2 separate regions of the Aphis gossypii genome follow, and region 2 is linked to region 1. The links are chromatin contacts, called in public Hi-C maps. All regions are on one chromosome and are shown on one strand. Each heading gives the region's core, a stretch centred on a gene start, on an enhancer-like site or on the middle of the called end of the contact. The rest is flanking DNA. Distances are from core to core; before and after follow the strand shown.

The links. A called contact is a pair of places that touch in the nucleus more often than the background predicts.
Region 2: a contact with region 1 is called in a Hi-C map of whole body, with 3 times the contacts expected there. The contact joins the promoter of LOC114123124 here to the promoter of LOC126550976 in region 1. A contact is called at or near these places in 2 of 2 Hi-C or Micro-C datasets (both in whole body).

The regions. Positions count from the first base shown.
Region 1 is chr3:8,605,181-8,610,707 of ASM2018417v2, reverse strand. LOC126550976 reads left to right here and starts at 2,714. Exons shown (of 2, transcript XM_050203731.1): 1 at 2,714-3,467; 2 at 3,661-4,401. The coding sequence starts at 3,123. The coding sequence ends at 4,401. It also overlaps the pseudogene LOC114118921.
Region 2 is chr3:8,858,475-8,864,001 of ASM2018417v2, reverse strand. It overlaps LOC114123124, which reads right to left and starts at 2,479. Exons shown (of 4, transcript XM_050204154.1): 1 at 2,297-2,479; 2 at 2,120-2,224. The coding sequence starts at 2,327. LOC126551258 (solute carrier family 49 member 4-like) reads right to left here. Exons shown (of 13, transcript XM_050204152.1): 13 at 5,192-5,403.

The sequences.
Region 1 (5,527 bases), core at 1,465-3,964:
ATATATTGAACGCGAACACTAAATATGTGAATTTTTAAAATAAACTTAAAGTATTATTTTTAATGACTTATTTTATATGGATTCAATTACTTAACCTTTTTGCAAATGTTATTATTATATTAAATATACGTATATAAGACACTTACATGATTCGGAGTATTGACCAGATACGGTAAATTTTTCGGGGCTGAGTGTCGGAATAATTTCATGTTACCGCAAGGGTGCTGGAGCGATACCAGCATTAGTTTGATGAACCCACATTTTAACGACTTGTCACGTTCCTCGTCGCATCTGCATAACCAAGTCGAAATTGCTCGTTGGTCTGCGTCGAATGAAAAGTGCGATCAAACAAAAACAAAAGAGTATAATTTTTCTATCGATTTGTGAACAAAGCATATTATTGTGTCTGATGTACCTAACACATCAGTCAGTTGAAAAATGTTGTTTTTGACCAACTTTCGGAAAAACTGATAATCGTTTTCCAAATTATCCGACACCTGAGAGTTAACCTTAGATTTCTGGTCTATGGAGATACTGAGTTGTCGTCTCTCATTTCGATTATTTTCTGGTGTTTCGTTGAGTTGTTCAGTCATAATATTTAACCATCGATTTAAAATTAGAGTTGATATATAAATAAATCGTAATTTTGAACTGTATAATTTATTAAACCTGTAAACAATCGTTATTTACTATGTGTTTGGCTTGTTGTGGGGAAACGCATCTTATATGCGATATAAGATGCGCGTGTCATAATATTAATTTTGTCTTTAGCCTGCAACATTATATAACAGAAAAACAATATAGTATAAAGTTTTCAACGATTGTTTCGATATGATTCATACATTTAGTATTATTATATTTTAATTGTGATTAAAAAAAACCTATATAAAATGTAACTGAAATAACAATTGATAAAAAAATACTCAATTTCCATGTGTTTGGTTTACATCAAAGTAAGTTGTTATATAACTACTAACTAACTATATACTACTTATTATCGTTACTTATTCATGCATATAGGGCAAGACGGCGCTTTGTATAGGCAATTTAGGGGCATTTTATTATATATATATATATAATATTATTTTTGTGTATTTTTAAGTTTTGTGAATATTGTATGATATTATGTGAAAACCACAAAGTTAATTATTTTATTTTATATAAATTATAACTGATAAGTAGTCACGGACGATACTCGTTTCCACCAAAAGAGTTATTTTTTTTTACTAGTACCTATGAGGTAAATGAGACAACGTTTCCATTAAAACAATTTCTTTTCTACCAACGCCCATTAAAAGCTTTTAAACAATATACGGTAAGTTTATTCAAAATACTATAAAATGCTGAAAACTCTATATTGTACAAGTTATTAAAATAATTTTTCTACAATAATAATAGAACCCAGTATCGGCACCGAAATCATAAGTTTGTAATTGAATATGTAATTTAAATACTTATAAAAACAAAATTATGTTTTAAGTTGTAAAGAATGTTTTTAATACAATTAAATGTTGCACCTTTTTATACTTAACAGCACTACAATAGTATAACAATATATTTAAAAATATATATTAAAAAGTATTTACCTATATTACTCGTATACAATAATCAAAAAAAAAAACTAATTAAATAGGTACTTATACATAGGCAAGAACATATTATATTATGTTTTTTATTTATTGAGAAAAATTGAAGTCGCATAATATTATTCATGTTATATAGGTAATATGAAAAATATATTATTAAAAAAAAACTCTTTATAATATTCGCACCTTTCTATTTTTATTTTAAAAAATTAAGTTAAAAAAATATTGTTTGAAAAAAAAATTTTATTATTCGTATTAGTATCTTTACAAATTATTATTTTTCCATTTACTCGTAATGCTGTATTCAACAACCTTACGACTTCAATACCGGTACAGAATTATTATTATTGTTTAATTATTTCCATCATATACCTAATCATTTAAAAATATTTTACTGAACAATGTATAATATATTAATATCTATCTAATATTTTTCGATTTTCATAGTGTTTAAAATTAAAATAAATATACTGTATAAGTATAACAGCTTTTAATGATATATAAAATAGTTTTAATGGAATTGTAGTTATAATATCTCATTTTATGGCAATGAGTATTAGTAAAAAACAAGGTAGTAGGCAGAGGGGCTTTATAATATTGTATTATATATTATATATATATATATATCTTATTATATAGGCTCTCTAGTAGTAGGTATACATACAACATACTTACTTGAAATGAGATTGGTGAAAAAAAAAGTACCTTAGCTATCTTTTGGAAACTTATTTACAAATCAATATTATAAAGTTAGAATACAAAGACAACAGTTTGAATTTGAAACATTCAATATTATGAATTTAGTGAAATCAATGAAATATGTCAGTTGATTTATAATAATTTCTTAGACTAGGTATTATACAGCTGCGGCGCTGCGTAAAGGCGGGTTTCCACTATACATACGTTCTACGCACGTAATAGAAAATATTTTTCTGTGATTTGTTGGTATACACGGTAAGCTTTTGGTATACCAGAAAGTTTATACGCTCCGGCCAATAACAGAAAAGTATTTTTATGCACGTACACGTATGTAGTGGAAACCCGTCTTAATCGTCACAATTGTCTGTGATTAGCCATTGAGGGTGGTCACACGGCGGCGATAACGCTGGTGGCCCGCGAAATTTTCGGTGGAAGACATAAGCGCCAAAATTAGATAAGAAAAAATAAAGTCGTATCGTACAAAAGCGCCAAAATCGTATCGTACACAAGCGCCAAAATCCTTGGTACCTGTGTGCCACGGTTAATATATGTTAAATAACAGATATTAAATTTAGAACTATATCGTTCAAAAACTCCAAATGTTTAATCTTAATCGACAAATGTCGACAATTAGATTATATATCTGATTACGATAGATTGTCACATAGACAGTGTGTGGGCAGTTTTGTATTATAAGTTTATAACATATTGTTAGTACCTACTTTGTACGCATTCGTTTAAGCATCATTCGTTAAAATGAATTTCACAAAAACTTTTACGAATAAAGGTGTAGTGTGTATTTTATTTAAAGAGTAAAAATATAGATTTTTACGAGAAATGGCCAGTGGTAATGTGTCGTTGAGGTGTACCAAAAAAAAATGTTCTGCTAGAATACAAATGGATAAATCTATGACTACAATTGTTAGTATTAATGGTGAGCATTTACACGAAATAGTGAACGATCATGATGCCCAGTGTCATATTTTGCGCAATAATTGTAAAAGAAAAGCAACCGAAAATATAACGGACCGACCATCGAAAATTATGCGTCACGAGTTGTGTGCTGCTGAAAGTACTGCAATGGTTTCAGATGATATTGGAAATATTCGAGTTTCAATGTACAGACAACGACGTAAATTATTGCCGAAAACGCCTCAATCATTGGAAGAAGCTATTAATCAAGTTAGTAACCGGAATATTTTTACTAATAGGAACGAAACGTTATGTCACGTAGATACAGAAAGCAAAATCATTTTTCTGACCACTAAATCTAATATCCAATACATGTGCCACAATAGTTCACTTTTAGTTGCCGATGGTACATTTTACGTTTGTCCGAAATTCTTTTACCAACTATATACGATACATGTTATAGCTGTGGAAGATATTTACATTTAATTTACTGTCTACTACAAGTAAAACTTCAAATTGCTATGAATCAATGTGGAAATACATACAAAAATTGTGTGAAAAATATAATTTAGAATTTTCTCCTAAAATACTCCTAGTTGATTTTGAAAAAGCAGCACATGATGGATTTTTAGCAGTTTTTCCCAATTCAAAAATAAAATGTTGTAAATTTCATTTAGGGCAATCGTTGTTTCGGAAAATTCAAATCTTGGGTCTTCGAAATGAATACATGAAGAACTCTGAAATAGGGATTTGGTTGAAGTCTTTTTTTGGTTTGGCTTTTCTTCCGTGCACCGAAGTATCTGATGCTTTTGCAGATTTAATGTCTATCGCGCCCGAAGATCAAACAATTTTAAAATTTAGTGATTACGTTTTAGAAACATACATTGATTCTAGTATTTTTCCACCTAAAATTTGGGCTGAAATTCCGGATAATGAGGTTATACGAACTACAAATGCAGCTGAATCATATCATCGACATTTAAAAGATCAATTTTATTCGGCTCATTGTTCCGTCCATATAGTAATTGATGTATTATTAAAATTACAAAGTGAAACATATTTATTTATGAACTCTCCTCCTAACAATAAATTAAGGGTATCTCACGAAGAAATAATTGTACAATGGAAGAAATATCAGGATGGTGAAATAAATCGTTTAGAATATGTGAAAAAAGTAGGATTAAAAAATCAACCAATTTATTAAATTATTATTATTGACATTTTTTTTATAAAATCACAACCTTTTTATTAAATTTATATTTATTTGCATGTATATTGTATATCATAATTTGTTATTGACATATTTTTTTTTGTATAAAATCGCAACCGTTTTTTTAATTTATATTTATTTGCATGTATATTATAATTTATTATTGACAATTTTTTTAACACAATATAATTATTTAAAAGAGCAATTTTTAAATATCTACTTATACAAAATTTTAATTTTGGCTCAAATTATTTGTAATTTTTATACCTTTGGCGCCTATTTCACATGTTAGGTATACAATATTATATTGGAGCTTATGTCCTACACATTTTGGCGCAAATGATAGGTCATTTTTGTGCCTTTGGCGCTTCTGTCATATAGCCGAAATTTTCAGCAGCAGTCAAGTCAGGAATATAACACGGCATTGACGCCCGTCGAACGCAGATAATAATAATTAACAATAAAATCTTACGGTTTTTCGTTACGAAAAATATTTTTTCAGTCACCACGCCAGGCCCACGACAAGAGCTATTCAATAGCTTAAAAATGATAATTCATTAATTATATTCTTAATTTTATTTACGGTTTAAACTTTTACGGATAGATTACACCTTACTATCCGTCTTAACCATTAATTAGCTAAAAAATTATTCTCGGACGTCAAAAAATATAAAAGCTTCTCATTTATCATCAAGTATTATTTGTATATTATTTGATTAAAATAATATAAATATTGTCACAAAAATTAGTTGTTACAAACTTAATAATATCATACTGCATATTGTATAAATTGCAAAAACATAAATTTATAGTATCAGTATGACATATTATTACACACTAAATTAGTTCCTGTAAAAATACAATCACAATGCATGTATAATATTATTAATATTTAATATTATTATTGACAATAAATTGTGACGATGGATGACAGTGCGATACTAAGAAAATATTGGCTTATCGCTTTTTCTGTCAGTCACAAATCTAGGAATTGTTTTATTTGCAGTCGGTAATAATAATATAAATTTAATACATACAACGCTACCTATCGGCAGCTATTTTAATCAAAATTTTAGTCACCGAAAATCCTTATACCAATGGTTTATCTGTCTATTCTATA
Region 2 (5,527 bases), core at 1,230-3,729, 250 kb before region 1:
TATTTAAGTACATTGCTATATGATATTTGATAAAACTATGTTTTTCGTTTGGAATTTTCAAATATATTATTAATACATTATAGTTATTTTTTGTATAGTATCAAAATATAGTTACATAATAATATTATGACGCATGGAATTTTTTTTTAATCTAACAAAATTATAACTGTGTGAAAATCCATCGTTCATATCTGAATGTATTTTTTTACTTAACATCATAAATTATATTATATGACGCATAAATTCTTTTTTTAATCAATTGAACTTAAAAAAAATCCTATAGGTACCTGTAAATTATATGATTTTAAATCAAAATACAACTATTTATGTGCGTAATTTGGAAATTATTATACTTTATAAATATTAGTATAGAATTTGTTTATTGCTGTCGTTAGTCATCGATTGAAAGAAATAATTTCCATTATAATGTTATACTATGCAAATATTTATTTACTGTCAAATTTTTGTGTTATATGGTTTGTAAAAAATGTTTTCCTGCCACATTACCATTATAATTTTGACTTGAGATGATGAAAATAATTATTTTCGCGAACATATCTCGATATCTGTATTATTTAGAAACAATATATTATATATTAAACGTAGAAAATATAAAAATTTACAACTTAACTTTAATTGAACTTTCAACTTGGTAATGGCTTAGATTCTTAAGAAATTTTTTTACTGGTTCCTTATTATAGCAATAAAAAAATTCATTAATCCGCCTCAAAAAAATAACAGTTCTGTGAATTGGTTAAAAACGTTAAATTTGCTTTATTATGTTACGTACTTTACATAAGTTATAAATAGATAGGAAGTAGGTAGCTGATAAATTTACAGTAAATAAATTTACATGATTAACTATGTCGAATTTTTCTGATAAATAATAACACATCATTCATAATTATCATAAATGTGTATTTTATATGTAGATAAAAATTATCATACTAACGGAGACTTTAAAAGAAACACAATATTAAAATACTAGAAAATTCCAAAATAACAATTAGATAATAATAATAATTAAAATACGAATTCAACTCAATTGGTGTGTAACAAATACTCCACTATATATCGACGTAAGACATCACCAATAATTGATAGAGAGATTATTTTACTTTACAATGTGTAAGTAATAGAGTGAAATATTTAATAATATTTATATTTTTATATTTAATATTGAAATCAAGAAAACTTCATAAGATTACTTACATACAGCTATAGTACCTACACAATAATAACTTAAAAATAATTGTCAATAACAGTATGTTTATATATATTTTTTTTGATGTATTTATTTGGTTCACAACACCCATAAGTACATACGTATTAAACATTATTAATATTAATACGTATTTATCTTTAAAGTTAAAATAATAAATAATTGATGTTGATTTCTCATTTAATTTAAATTAAAAATATTATTCAAATTACAAACAATTTGACTATCATATTTTCAATTAATTAATGCTACATTATATCTAATGGTATTTTATTTTATTTTAGAAAGACAAGTTTTTCAAATAGTTCGTCACAAAAGTTGTAACGTTTAACTGTCATTCCGATAGTAACGTGATTACTTGGGGGCAATGGTGCATTGTATTCAAAAAAAAACTTTCATAACAGCTGAGTAATACAGCAACATACTGATATCGTTAGATAGACTATTCAAATATGTTTGTAACTCGTCTTCATAAGAACTTTTTGTTTTTTTATTTGAGGGAAGACAAAAAAAGTTACCTATTTGAGAAAATTATTTCCTCTATTTCCTTTGCATAAAAAGTACTTTTTTATTCTTGGTCAGGGCATAGTCGAAATCACTACAATAGTACAATACAAATTATAAATCAAATTATTAAATAATTATTATATTTAATTCAATACCGTTATTTTAACTTATTATAAAATATATTGTAAGTTGTAAGGTACCTAAAAAAAAATTACAATTGCAGTATAAAATAAATAGTGCTATTCTACTATCTTCATTGAATATTTAAGTACGAACGTTTTTTATCTATAGTATCAAATTTGAAACTGTATAAATTTTAAAGTTAATATATTGTAATATACATAAACATAAGTCATACTACAAATTATAAGTCTTCACTATGATACTTACTAGGCTCAGATATGAAGCTTGTGTTGTTAGCTAGTACAGGATGAAATGGATGAACAACATTAATAGAGCTTGAAACAGTGGGTCGGTCGTTGTCCACATAGGATTCTATAAACATTTTTTGATAAACTTTATTTCGTTTAAATTTAAAATATATTTTATTTAATGAAATTTTTATACGTTCATGGAAATTTGAAGAATTACTACACATTTCTCCTTGTAACGACGGATCATAAACGTCGTTTTTGAATTGAATTCAATTTTTAGATTTTTCTTTACATGGTGGCTTTGAAATTTGAATACTTGCCCATAACCAATTAAACATTATCGTTAAGTTATGAAAAAATTAAAATATCAAATGCTCGACAAACCAAACATTCCGATCGTTAAACCGTAACTGAATGCGTATTGCTTCTTCTATAGTTCGATATAAATCGGATTGTTGTCAACAATTCTATCGCTTACCGACGAGTGTTAACTGTTGAGTGTTGCTGTTTATTATTACGATTTATTATCACTTATCACTGAAACAATAATATGATTATAATAATATCAAGTATCAGTGTCAACAGTTTTTTTTTATAATTTCAGGTTTAAAACATGAGAGCATATTTTTAATGCGAATATAATGCTAGTATTTATCGATAAGAAGTATAGGTTTTAAGATGGAATAATGTCAACTAATGATTATATCAGTATACAAAATATTGGCTATTAGACATTGTATCTATAGTATAATATATGATTCCTTATTATCTTTATACATTATTATGCTTGACTGATAATCAAGGTAAATTGTACCTATCTAGAGACTGAGTATCTATATGTTTAGAGCTGTACATTTATAAGTTTTTTAAACGTTACGTTTGTTAATATCAAACGGTATTGTTGTATTAAGTTTATTTAAAAACAATATTCAGTGCAATATAAACAATATACATATCTTAAATTGTCTTTATTGTGGTGTATATAATGATTATGTGATATAAACACAATATACTTGAACTTGAACTAGTTAAATTTCAACTGAAAACACTAAGATTTATTGTATTATAAAAATGTTTTCTTGAAATGCAATATTATATTAAATATAATAACATAATATAAATATTTAATAATTACAAAATATATTCAATTAATTTTGAGGTCCGACCTTAAAAGAAAAATAATCTTAATATTTTAATCCTAAAAATTGAGACTTTTAAGAATTAAATCAGAACTCGTCAAATTTTTAACTGGAAACACTGTCCGATACAATATTATAATGTAAAATAATATTATAATGACGAAGTTCTGAGTGTGCTTGCCCGCCCGATTGATGTCATTCTAAAGCTACTTCTAACATTTTTCAAATGTCATAATATATAGCTACAAAAAAAGTAATTTTGCAGATGTTTATAAACATAACATAATTTGTTGAACGGTTTTTGCTCGTTCAACTTTTTTTGTCCTATTGTGATTTAAATAATTCGATTAAGTTAAATATTTATTTTATTATCAGTATACAATTAAAAACAAAATAGCTCATAATTTGTCCACACGCCATCCTTCAGACGCAATTATGGAATATTCTTGGACTGTGATAATCCACCGGCAGTACGCACTTTATATGATTCATATAGTTTTTAAATCATCAAAAATACCCATTTTTTTAACATGTTTAATATTATACCAAAAAACGTGGATTCCTTAAGTGCCGTTTATTTTATTACGGTGTTTAAGATAGAATTATTTTAAGAAACGTTTTTGTACAAAGTACAAAATATAAACTTTATATCTTCGTCAAATATAATAACTGATAACATGTTAAGTTAACCACCCCGCCTACAACAGTACGCAGCAATTCAAACAACACAATTGTATGTTGTGTCGTTTGAGCGGCGCAATATACGGCTTGTTGTAACTTGAAAACGAGATATTTCCCTAATCTAAGGTACGATCCTCTTACTATGTTAGGTGATTCGAAGATAATTTTTTTTGTTTCAAATATTATCCCATAAAATAAAGAACTTTGATTAACACAAAAAAAATTAGCAAATCATGAAAAAAAAAACTAAATTTAATGACTATACACTGTTAAATATTGATGAATGAATATGGCCATGTAGCTAATACCATGATATACTTAATAATATTTTAGTTTGTATATTTACACGATCCCCTGTTATACAAACTTTTTTCAAAATCTACATTTTTTATAGATAAACCCTGTGATGTTTGACTCGTCATGTAAACTCTGTGGTCGTTGCACTAGATCGATTCGACCACAGAGATCCCCCCTCATAAATAAACTGTCACATCCTATTTCCCTTGTTCATCATTTCCTGTCTCGTTGTCGTAGTGCACATTATATTGCCTACCCTATTAATTATTATAAGACTTCGGCTATTGAATTGCCTACCCACGCCCCGCAAAAACTATTATTATTATTCAATTCATTCATTTCGCTCTCAGACGTCACCGAGTGGTCCTCGAGTAGCCCGTACTGTTGAGCGGGCGGTACACATAGTGGTTATTTAATCAAAATTAAATATTTTAAATGTATTGTCAATGAGATTTCGACATTTAATAATGATCGAAATATTTTCTTAAATATTTATTTATTATTAAAATATTAAATAAATATATCTAAATGATATTATATCTATGCTGTGCGGGGCAAGTATGAAGTGTCTACGTGTGTCAATAATAATAATTTCATTTGACAAACCGTATTATAGGTGAGAACCGTGTCATACGAGTAAAATTATCTGATCGGTAAAAACATAATATAAAATAAAAGTACGACATGGCAAAATATTAAATTGTATTCTTTTAGAATGAATTTTAACTTGATTTTTAGAAAATGTAATCCCCCTTTTTTTAATGTTAACCTAACTTCAGTCTTTAATTTTTATTGTATTTTATACATAAAATCATGCTCATAATAATAATAGGTATGTACATTAGGTAAAACTTGTACAATAGGAAAAATAGGTGAAACTTGTAATAACAATAATAAATAAAAAAATACAGTTTTTGGTTTACTTTACTTAATTATAATTTCCAGTGATAGTTTTTTTTTATGTTCTATGTGCCATAGTGAAGCCAGTTGTTTGATAGGATCATTTTCTCCCAGTTGTAAAACCTTTTACCAAGTAAAATACGATTAACTTCAATACGCCAATAATTGATAAATAACTTGACAATTGATTTTACAATCTTTTTTTCAAACGTTTAGTCATGATTTTTGCAATGCAAAGCAGTTAAATCATACTTATTCAATTTTCGTTTAGCAATCATTTCTCCTATTCCAAAAAAAATATAAAAGGCGCTGAGTATCGAACATATAACATCTATCTGCAACAGTTAAATGTCTAATATATTACCTATTGAAATTTGAATTCTGTACCTTAGAAGTAGAAGGATCTA